Regions from separate parts of the Rattus norvegicus genome. Here region 1 is linked to region 2. The links are chromatin contacts, called in public Hi-C maps. All regions are on one chromosome and are shown on one strand. Each heading gives the region's core, a stretch centred on a gene start, on an enhancer-like site or on the middle of the called end of the contact. The rest is flanking DNA. Distances are from core to core; before and after follow the strand shown. Region 1 overlaps Frmd4b (FERM domain containing 4B). Region 2 has its middle 29 kb from the start of Lmod3.

What was found. A called contact is a pair of places that touch in the nucleus more often than the background predicts.
Region 1: a Hi-C map of the A7r5 cell line shows a contact between it and region 2, with 3 times the contacts expected there. The contact joins two enhancer-like sites. A contact is called at or near these places in 11 of 12 Hi-C or Micro-C datasets (the A7r5 cell line, the Rat2 cell line, Schwann cells and 6 more) and 1 of 1 datasets of contacts at active chromatin or transcription factors (oligodendrocytes).

What each region holds. Positions count from the first base shown.
Region 1 is chr4:131,567,038-131,572,085 of GRCr8, forward strand. It overlaps Frmd4b (FERM domain containing 4B), which reads right to left. Exons shown (of 23, transcript NM_001427301.1): 4 at 4,022-4,114. Among named protein-coding and RNA genes, the nearest start is that of Frmd4b, 71 kb to the right of the region's middle. Within about 2 kb of position 2,009, at least 1 of the 93 cell types and tissues checked has an H3K27ac peak or open chromatin away from gene starts, as enhancers often do. A contact at or near this core is called in the A7r5 cell line, where this site is marked.
Region 2 is chr4:131,441,647-131,446,955 of GRCr8, forward strand. No RefSeq gene overlaps it. Among named protein-coding and RNA genes, the nearest start is that of Lmod3, 29 kb to the left of the region's middle. Within about 2 kb of position 3,020, at least 24 of the 93 cell types and tissues checked have an H3K27ac peak or open chromatin away from gene starts, as enhancers often do. A contact at or near this core is called in the A7r5 cell line, where this site is marked.

The DNA of each region.
Region 1 (5,048 bases), core at 759-3,258, 120 kb after region 2:
ATTTCACTTTCTGGTGCCCCTCTATTACTTGAACCAAACATTTTGTAATTTTCCTTTTTAAGCTTGCTACACCTGATCAAAATGCTCTTCAAGAGGGTAAACCAGAAGGCAAAGTCTATGCTGGGTTTTTCTGAAACTTCTTTTGTTAATGCAATGAATCTGATTCTCTTCACCTTAGACTTAGCCTCAAGCAGACTCTTCAGACAAGGGCAAAAGGCAGTCACATTCTTCACCAAAATACCACAAAACAGTCTCTAGGCTACCTGCTAACATTCTTCTCCTCTAAAACCTCGAGCCAGGCCCCCACAGTTCAAATCACCTTCAGCACCAATGTCTTTCATAGTCCTACTGGGATAGCCTATTAAGCCCACTTAAAGCATTCCAGTGCTTTCCAAATCCGAAGTCCTAAAATCCACATATTCCAGACAAAAGTATGGTCAGGCCTATCACACCAGTCCCTGGCATCAACTTCTGTCTTAGTTAGGGTTTCATTGCTGTGAAGAGACACCATAACCACGGCAGTTCTTATAAAGGACAACGTTTAATTGGGGCTGGCTTACACTTTCAGAGATTCAGTGCGTTATCATCATGGCAGGAGGGATGGCTGAATCTAGGCAGACATGGTGCTGGAGGGGCCTAGAGTTCTACATCTTCACTGAAAGGAAGCCAGGAGCAGACTGTCTCCCAGGCAGCTAGGAGGAGGGTCTCAAAGCCCTTGCCCATAGTGACACACCCACTCCAACAAGGCTCTACCTCCTAATAGTGCCACTCCCTGGGCCAAACATATTCAAATCACCACAGCCATGTATAAAGGGCCTCTATGCTCTAATATGCCCTAGCACATTACACGGATGTCTATGTATGACGGATCTCTGTGCTCTGTATTCGAGCACATTACTAGGTGTCCATGCATTAGGAGCCTCAGTGTTCTCCCAGCATATCACCTGGTGTCCACACATGAGGGACTCCTGACAATTTAGATGCCTTTATAGTATTCAAAGATCAAAAAAAAAAAAAAAAAAAACCAAATGGGGCTGGAGAGATGGCTCAGCGGTTAAGAGCACCGACTGCTCTTCCAGAGGTCCTGAGTTCAATTCCCAGCAACCACATGGTGGCTCACAACCATCTGTACAGAGATCCGATGCCCTCTTCTGGTGTGTCTGAAGACAGCTACAGTGTACTTATATATAATAAATAAATAAATCTTTAAAAAAAAACACCAAATGATATCTTTGGTTTCGTGTGTGTGTGTGTGTGTGTGTGTGTGTGTGTGTGTGTGTGTGTGTGTGTGAGATATCCCTGACTCCTGCACCCAGAGTCCATCACTATTAAAGGCTCTCACTAAGCAGTGTGCTGGCTGACCAGCAAGCCTCAGGGATCCACCTGTTTTGCAAGTGAGCCTAATAATATCTAAATTTTTCTAGTTAAAATTAAAAAAAAAAAACTCTAGTTTGAGTTCCCTGTTCACATTTTCTAGTTAATACAAGCAACCTGACAGGTTCTTTCCTCAAATGGAGATGTCATTAACAATTCTGTGTTCTCTAATTGGTGGTGTAAGAACCTCAGACAAACAAATGTGACAAAAGCCATTCACTAGCTGTCCCTGAACTGTGAGCCTCCATTCTGTGATCTCTGTGAAATTCATTCAGGATTCAGAGAGTTCTACCCTGTGTGCTTCTTTCTACGTGATCATTTCCTTAACAACTGCTTACTTTGAAGAGTAAAGGCTATGATGATGTCACTGTCTTGAGTTAAGTGAATCATTAAAGCCTTGATAAGGGTTTCAATTATGCTAGCAGAGAAGAGAAAGTTAACACCAAGCTGTTACAGGACATTTGAGATAACGTGCTAAGTAGGGGCTAAAGCCCCAGGAACAAGCCACCACCAACTGCTGTGGAATCCCAGAAACCTGCTGCAAAAGATAACATGGCCTTGTGAAGGACTGTCAGGAAGGGAAGGCAGGGTTTGCTCTCTGGAATTTTCAGACACACGCCAGACCTAGGCAGCTGTCGCAGAACAGGCACACAAATGTTGTCACTAAATAAATAACATTTGTCAAGATGCTCCAAAGACGCATTGCTCTGGCTGGGCTGACACACAGCAAAAACATGGCACGTGCCCACAAAGATTAATGTGGAAGGAGCAAAGAGACATATTTTCCCCAACCTTAGTAAGATACAAACAGTAAGCCACTAAACAACCCACCCGGTTTTCCTTCCAGGTGGGAAGGGAGAGGTGGAGGAAGTTCCTGTGGAGAGGAACTTCTGGTGGAAGGGAACGTCTAAGTCTGTATTTTCAGAGTTTGAAATGTTCACAAGGATAACTTCACTCCTTACAGGTACCTCACTCACAACAAGTTTCCCTTCACTTTCTGACTAATGGGCAGCGTTCTCCTTGCTTCTGGTGGGACCTCCTTCCGCTTGCTTCTGGGCACATACACCTTACATCAGACCCTTTCAGTAAACTCCAGCTGTTCCTTAGGATCCTGGGACACCTCTCCTGCTATGATTTAGACAAGTCACTCCCTGTGCCCTCCCTGTTGGGTGTTAATAAAAATGAAAACAGTGAAATTTGTAAAATTTCACCATGACTGACTTTGCCTGAACATTATAGAAAGGAGGAGGGGAAGGGGAAGGGGCAGGAGGAGGAGGAGTCAGAGGAAAAGAAGGAAGAGGGAAAAGAGGAGGCGAAGGCAAGGGGTGGAGGAGGGGTGGGGTCTCCATCATCACAGTATAAAATGAGATGTATCTTCATTAAAGTTCCACATGATCTTAGACTATTCCTCATGTTGAATTAGTTTAAAATGACTTCACACTTATTTATTCTGGGTGCACACGTTTACATGTATGGGTGCAAGCCTGTGGAGGAGAAAGGACAACTGTTGGAGTTCATTTTCTTCCTTCGCCACTGTTCACTGTGTGTGTGTGTGTGTGTGTGTGTGTGTGTGTGTGTGTGAGAGAGAGAGAGAGAGAGAGAGAGAGAGAGAGAGAGAGAGAGAGAGACAGACCCTGCACCCAGAGTCTCTCACTAAGCAGTGTGCTGGTTGCCCTCATGGATCCACCTGTTTTGACTTCAGTGGGTCTGGGATTACCAGTGAGCCAGGGATCAAATTCAGGCAGTCAGGCTTGGTAGTGAGTGCCTTTCCCAGTAGAGGCATCTGAATCAACTTTACAAAAATAAATTTGGTTTATGAACAATCTACCAGCAATACAGAGTTGCTGTAAAGCTTTACTCAGGTTTAAAGTGGGGGCAGGTCTATGACACAAGGAACTGTGGGCTCCATTGGCAATGTTTCGTATCTTAAGCTATGGAGAGGGCAAGAGGGTTGGTTAGTCTTTAAACATCCCACTTCTCTTAGGTTGGTAATAATTAATGCTAAAATACATTCCTGGTGGGCCAGCTCTGAGAAAATCCCTGATTTAGTTAAACCCATGGGTCTCAGGCCTTTGTTATTCCCAAACAGAGTTCATAGAACATGGTGAGGGTCATGAGAATTCTCCTTGTCCATTTCTGCGTGAACTGACTCAGATCTGTGAGCTGTTGGCGCAATGCTTTCTCCGTGCAGTTGCTTTGCTCTGCATCTTCGATTTCGATGAAGACACGGAATTGTATAAAACTTAGTTGTCTCAATCTCTCTAGCCCACATTATTCCCAGCATAAAGTACAATAGTAAATGTTTGCCAGATTTCAGATTTGAAGAATCTCAATAGCTTATTGATTTTAAAAAAAAAAGACCTCAGGCTTAACATTAAAATACATCTCTCAGGTTCCTCAGCCTCATGTTTACCCTGAGTCTTTGAGGAATAAAGCAAGACACTTCTCTCCTTTATCTTCAAAGAACACAACCCCACATAGTCTCTATGGTAACCTAGACCAAGACAGCAGGCAAACTCTCTCATGGTAATGCTCTCATAGGTTCTCTTCCCTTTTTATTCACTATCTCTGACTTCTAGAAATCATGAAAAATAAAAATAAACAAAAAAAAAAAAAGAAGGAGAATGCTGGATGCACCCACACGTACCTGACGGCAAAGTGCAGGACGGCTGGGCCTGGCTTCTTCGGCAGATCATGCTCCAGAACTCTGTGGTCTAGCTGCAGCCAGTTCTCTTGACCCCTGTGAGAACAGAGCAAAGGCAGAGCATGACACAGAAAGCTCAGCAACACATGGTGCTGGCCCAGCTGCCTGCAAACACTCACGCCCTCACACTAGGCAGAGAGTACAACAGGCCATGAGGCCGCTTCCGCGATTTCTGTCACACCTATTGAACCCGTCTCCTTGTGAGCCACCATTTCCAACTGGAGAAGCTTGTCAAGAGGAAGTTGCACATTAAACAGATGACCCACATCTAAAAATCTTTGATAGCCAAAAGTCTGGAAATAATTCAAATACTTTCAGGGTATTGTTAAGATAATTATCTAAATCTATATAGAGAAAGGCAATGCAGTCATAAAACAAGCTTGCAAAGTTGCTTGGAACAATTTTCTGGATTCAAATCTGGATATAAATTTAAAAAGCAAGGTTCTCTGGGCCTGGTGATGCATGCCTTTAATGCTACAAGTGAGTGGGGGGCAGAAGCCAGTGGATCTCTGTGAGTTTGAGGTTATCATGATCTATATAAGTCTGGGCCAGCTAGTGCTACTCAGTGAGACCTCCTCTCAAATAAAATACATGAACAAACACTTAAAATTCTAATAAAAAGCATAACAGTGAGTATAATATATTACCAATACTGCCTTTTGTTTATGGAAGCAAAGTCTTGCATTAGTCCAGGTTTGCTCTACTGTGCCCTGCCTGCCCATTTTTTAACTAACGGAAATCCATACATATTACGTGCACATATTTATAAAAGCTGTGAGTAAATAAGAAACAGATAATGCTTTGGGAGGTTAAGACATTGAACAACACTAAATTAATCTTTATACACATACAAAAGGTTAAATGTGACATAGTTTAGTCAGGAAGGAGGAGGACTCCAGTTTAGTACAGTGAAGGGGACTCAAATACAGCAGTAGTTTTCCATGTACACACAGGCTGGCGCTCTCCTGGA
Region 2 (5,309 bases), core at 1,770-4,269:
AAGCTGAAAGCACACAGCTTAATGGAGGAAGAGACTGGTGAGGGACAGGACTCTCTGTCTCTCTGTCTCTGTCTCTGTCTCTGTCTCTCTTATACACACACACACACACACACACACACACACACACACACACCCCACAGTAATCCTGAGGTTGGCAGCTGTATAAAGCTACAGTTAGTGTTGCTCAGGGAAGGGTTTATTTATTTGGGAGGGACCTGAAAAACTTGCCTAGGTCTTGAAGGATCTGAGTTAGGAGTTGAAGTGGTCTAATGTTCCACCCCTCTATAATTAAAAAACAAATGCCCCAAATCTTCAACTGCTAACACGGAGGCGAACCTCGAGACATCTGTCTGTGTCAGCACACAGCCACGTTATTAGAAGAAATAACTGCTCACCACACACTCAATTTACTAAGCCCCAAGGAGTTGGAAGCCACTGGTGTTTCAGAGCCAGGTTGGCAATGTGATTACAGGTATTTTTTAAAGCCCCCAATTCACACGTTCTCAATCATTTACATTGCACGGTAAATGGAACTAGATTGTTGGAGGTTGGGCTGTTTGTTCTGCCAAGGAAGTATTTATGTTGCCCTGAGCTGGAGATCTCAATATAATAAACAGCATTTGCAGGATGGACCGGCAACACACTGTGTGCAGAGCATTTCCTGTACCAAAGCAGCTGTGGTGGTGAAGGCAACAGAAACCCAGCCTCAGCCTCTGCCTTGAAGCCTAAGACAGTGAGCCATGTTTTGACATCTATCTCGTTACTGTTAAAGCCATCTACACTTGCTCCTCTGTGCAGAGCACAGAAACGAAAGTCTTAACTGTTGTGTTTTATAAAGCACAGTCTAATACAGTGGGAGGGAACATCTTCGTGGGTCCAGCCAAGGTGTTCCCCTGCGGAATCATCACCACGTGACTGGCCTAGTGCAAAAGGAAGTTTACTGGGGGGAAGGAAGGGGAACCTGGAAAGGGAGGGGGACAGAGAAGGACAAAAAGAGAGGGGAAGAAAAGATAAGAGGAAGAGGATGGCTGGGAAGTTGTGGGGAAGAGAGTGATGGAAAGAGGGGAAGGGAGGGAGGGAAGAGGGAGCTGGAGAGGGGGAGGGGGAGGGGAGGGGGGAGGGGAGAGGTTGGCTAGCATTTGGCTAGCATGTGGCAAGCAGCTGCTGTAAGATGTTGCTAGGTAGCTGTTGGGTGGAGCCTAGAGGAATTGCCAACACTAACCAGGGAGATCCAGACCGTTTTGAAATTGTAGCTCTATTTACTAAACCATCAGGTTGCCTGGGTGACAGGGCAAAGGAGGGCATTGTCCAATAAAGTAGAGGGCACGCTGGGGACATAGACGCACCCTGTAGGCTCATCCTTGCTTGCTTCAAATTCAAACTTAACTGGGTATTCTTTGTTTCTGTTTGTAAAACACATCACCAGTAAACTCTATCACGTGGCCAGTAAAATGACAGCCTACAGTAGAAAACTCTGAGCCCAAATCGCTTTGCTCACAAGTAATAGTAAGAAGGTGGGGGGACATAGCTCAGCCAGTGGAATGCCTGCCCAGTATGTGCAAAGTCCTGGGTTCTGTCCCCAGCACCAAGTAAACCGAAACCTGGTGGTACACACCTCTAATCCCAGCACTCGGGAGGTAGGGTTAGGAAGATTACAAATTCAAGGTCATTCTCTGCTGCATATAAAGTTGGAAGCCAGCTTGAGCCATGTAAGACTCTGTCTCCTCTCCCCTCCCCTCCCCTCCCCTCCTCTCCTCTCCTCTCCTCTCCCCTCCCCTCCCCTCCCCTCCTCTCCTCTCCTCTCCTCTCTTCTCCTCTCCCTTCCCTCCCCCTCCCCTCCCCTCCTCTCCTATCCTCTTTTCTTCTCTTCGCTTTGCTTTCCTTCCCTTCCCTTCCATCTCCTTCCCTCCCCTCTCCTCTTCTCCCCTCCCCTCCTCTATCTTTCCCTCCTCCTCTCCCCTTTCCTACCCCTTCCCTCCTCTTCCCTCTCCTCCCCTTCCTCCCCTCCCTTTCCTTCCTCTGTCTCTGTCTCTCTTTGTGTCTTGCTGTGTCTCTCTCTCCCTCTCCATATATGAATGCATAGAGAGTTAAATACTATCCAGCTAGCATGTGCTGCAGCTCTAACCCAGCATGCATGAGGCCCTGGGATCTTCCACAGCCCTGTGCTTTTCCTTCATATGCCTTTTGAAAGGTGACTTGCACCAGGATGCTCCTGTGTGGGGTGATTTCCAGATTGTACTTGATTATGTGACCTTTGGTGTGTCTGAGCACTTGTCCTGGGCTCTCGTTCTTAAATCTAAAGCAAACAAAGAAGTCACTGGGCACTGTTGTTATACATTGGCAGAGTACCAGACAGGGACAAGCCATTTGCTGTCTGAAGCAAAGGAAAAACCAGACACATCAATTCTGTCTTTATTTAAAATCTGTTTTTTTTTAAACACAGAATGTGTGTGTGTGTGTGTGTGTGTGTGTGTGTGTGTGTGTGTAAATTAATTTTGACTTCTAAAAGATTGTGTTAAAAATCTTGCTAGTTTGGCTTGTTTGATTTTTTTTTTCCACCTGAGAAAGTACTTTACTTTCTATCAATCTTTACAGTGGCCTTCCGTGACTATTAAATATTTAAATCTTACATTATTGATGTTTAAATTTAATCCTGTTAAATGTTACCAACTCTCTTCCTTGCAGAGTCTCATTAGAAACAATAACAAGACCTGACTTACTTTGTCCCAAGAACTGTGGCACACGCTAAGGTCTTAAATGTTATTGAATCCTTACAATTTTCTATGTTTTTAAACCCAGAAACAACTTCCCCAAGAACTCAGCAAGTAATCTGAAGTGTTGGGGGCTAGAAATTAGAAACTGAGTTTTTGCTTGGCTTGTTTCCTTCCGTCTGTAGCCTACAGCACCTTGTTCATACAATATTGAAAACCCTGAATCCAGGGCAGCTAGGAGCTCCTGCCTGCAGGAAACCCGAACGGCCTCTAGGTGTCCTTCTTAACCAATATTGCATGCTTCGAAAGGCCAAGCGGAACCCAAGGATCAGAAGAAACCTGGCGTAGTCTGGAAGGTTCTGTTCAGATAAAGGGCTCATGCACTGAGCCGGGCCACCTGTCCGTGGCCCGGAAAGTCTGGACACTATCTGTGTGTGCCACTTCATTGCACAGACTTTTCACTCATGTATGGAACTATCCCAGCTGCCCCTGGACAGAGGAGAGTTTGCCTAGGGTTAGGTAAACCCAGGACACGTGACTAACTGAGGCACCTATTAACATACCGAAGCTGACTCTGGCTACCTCTCACCAAAACACGCAGTACCTGTGGCTTCTCCCAGCACTTCTTGTCCCTCCCCCTCCCCTAAACCTCTGTAGCCCTGGGTTTGGGCTTCCCTTCCCCCAGCCTCTGATCCCTATATAACTCAGCCATTTTGGCTACATGCCCTCTTGGCTCTTGATTCCTTTCTTGGATCACTTGCCACCCACTTCCTCTCTCACTCCTCATCCCTGACTGGCCCAGTTTAGTCTGGACCCTTCCAGATGCCTCTGGCTATCCTCTTCCTCATACCTACAACAAAGTCTTCTCTCCTCAGCCCAACCTAGGAGTGGTCTTGTCCTCCTTTTGCAGTCGCCTAGAATCTCAGGTCCACAGGACACTTCCCATACTGAAGGGTTTTGTTCTCAACTCTGTCTGGATTTTTCCCAGGATGCCTGAAAAATAAATTCTAAAGAAAAAAAAAATTGGCACTTAGAACTCTTTTCCAAATTTAAGTGCCCTTTTGTATTTTTTTGCTAAATCTTTTGCTTGTTTGCTTTCTTATGTGTGCCTAAAAGACACGGACTTGTCTTTGAGCCAACAGCATGACCTGACCCAGCATGAGCTAAGGAGGTGCCTGGGCGTCTGATTTTTAAGGTGGTATTCAGTCTTGAATACTCACAGGTATAATTTGTCCTTGTAGGACAGCTGAGGCAGGAGGAAGTGGAAAACACCTATTCAGGTCTCTAGTGCAGCCTCCCTGTCTGTGGACTCTGGGCAGAAGGAACTCACACTACACAAAGGCTGTCTCTTCTACTGCAGTAACCGGAAGCCACCCTTAAGTGCCTCTAACTACACATGGGGCACAAGACTCACATCCAAGAGCTTTGAGTTGGGATTTACAGTGGTGGCCTTGCTGTGAGGATTAAATAAGTGGGGAAAATTCTAGGAGCTGGGACTAGAAATCAACCCTCAGCTGGGATGTTTATTTCAGTACTGTTATTTGAGTGGTTAAATGAATGCACCTCAAGTTTGGGGCTGGGGGATGACTCAACAGGTAAAGCAACTGCCCCCTGACAAAGAGAATCTCACTTTGGATCCTGAGAAGGCAGAGGAGGCTTAGTGATAGATGGAGCTGCACATCTGTAATCCAGTGGTCCTACAGCCAGCTGGGAAGCAGACAGATTTCCCAGAAGTCCGTGGGCCTGCTAATCCGGCATAAATGGTGCCAGACAAGCAAGAGACTCACTCTCAAATAAGACCTAAGGTTGTTCTTTGGCGTCCACATGGGTACGGTGGTAGATATACCATGACATGTGCATGCTCTGCACTCATACACAGGAACACACACACACACACACACACACACACACACACACACACACAAAGATAAAAAAAAAAACCTCAGCTTTCTGGATTAGGAGCAGCACTTACTATTTTCCCACACAGGTTACTTTATTTCCTAAAAAAAAAACTTGCCTGGTACATTCTGCACTGTGTTCTTTGCAGCCATTACACTGTGTAACTTATACAGTGCCCTGGTGAGTCCTGTACCCAGGATGAACCTGAGCCCCAGAATACTAGTGGTAGTTTCAGAAATCAGCAAGCATTGAGCCTGGGATAGACTCCAAGCCAGATAGTCTGTCTCCGAGACTCCCTGACTTCAAAGCCCACACCTCTAACCACTACTTTGTGAAGACAGTGGTGTCTGTCCAGACACCACCATCAACTCCCTGAAAGGCTTCTTCAGTAATTGAAGGGTGCCTGGGATTCCTCTCCCAGCCTGGAGCTCCTGGGATTCCTGATGAGATCTTTTCAATTTCCTGGCTTTTGATCTTTTTAAGATGCCTAGATCTTCTGAGGAAAGGGCAAGCTGGAGAATAAGTTCCCCAACAAGAAGTGCGTGTGCATGTGTGTTTGTGTGTGCGTGTGTGTGTGTGCTCGTGCAGGTGCTGCTACGTATATTGGGAAGGAGAGGCCTGGGATGATGGCTGAGGCTCATTCCCAGCAAGAGAAGCATTTGGGGTGCAAACACCACAGCTCATTTTCCTCCACATTAT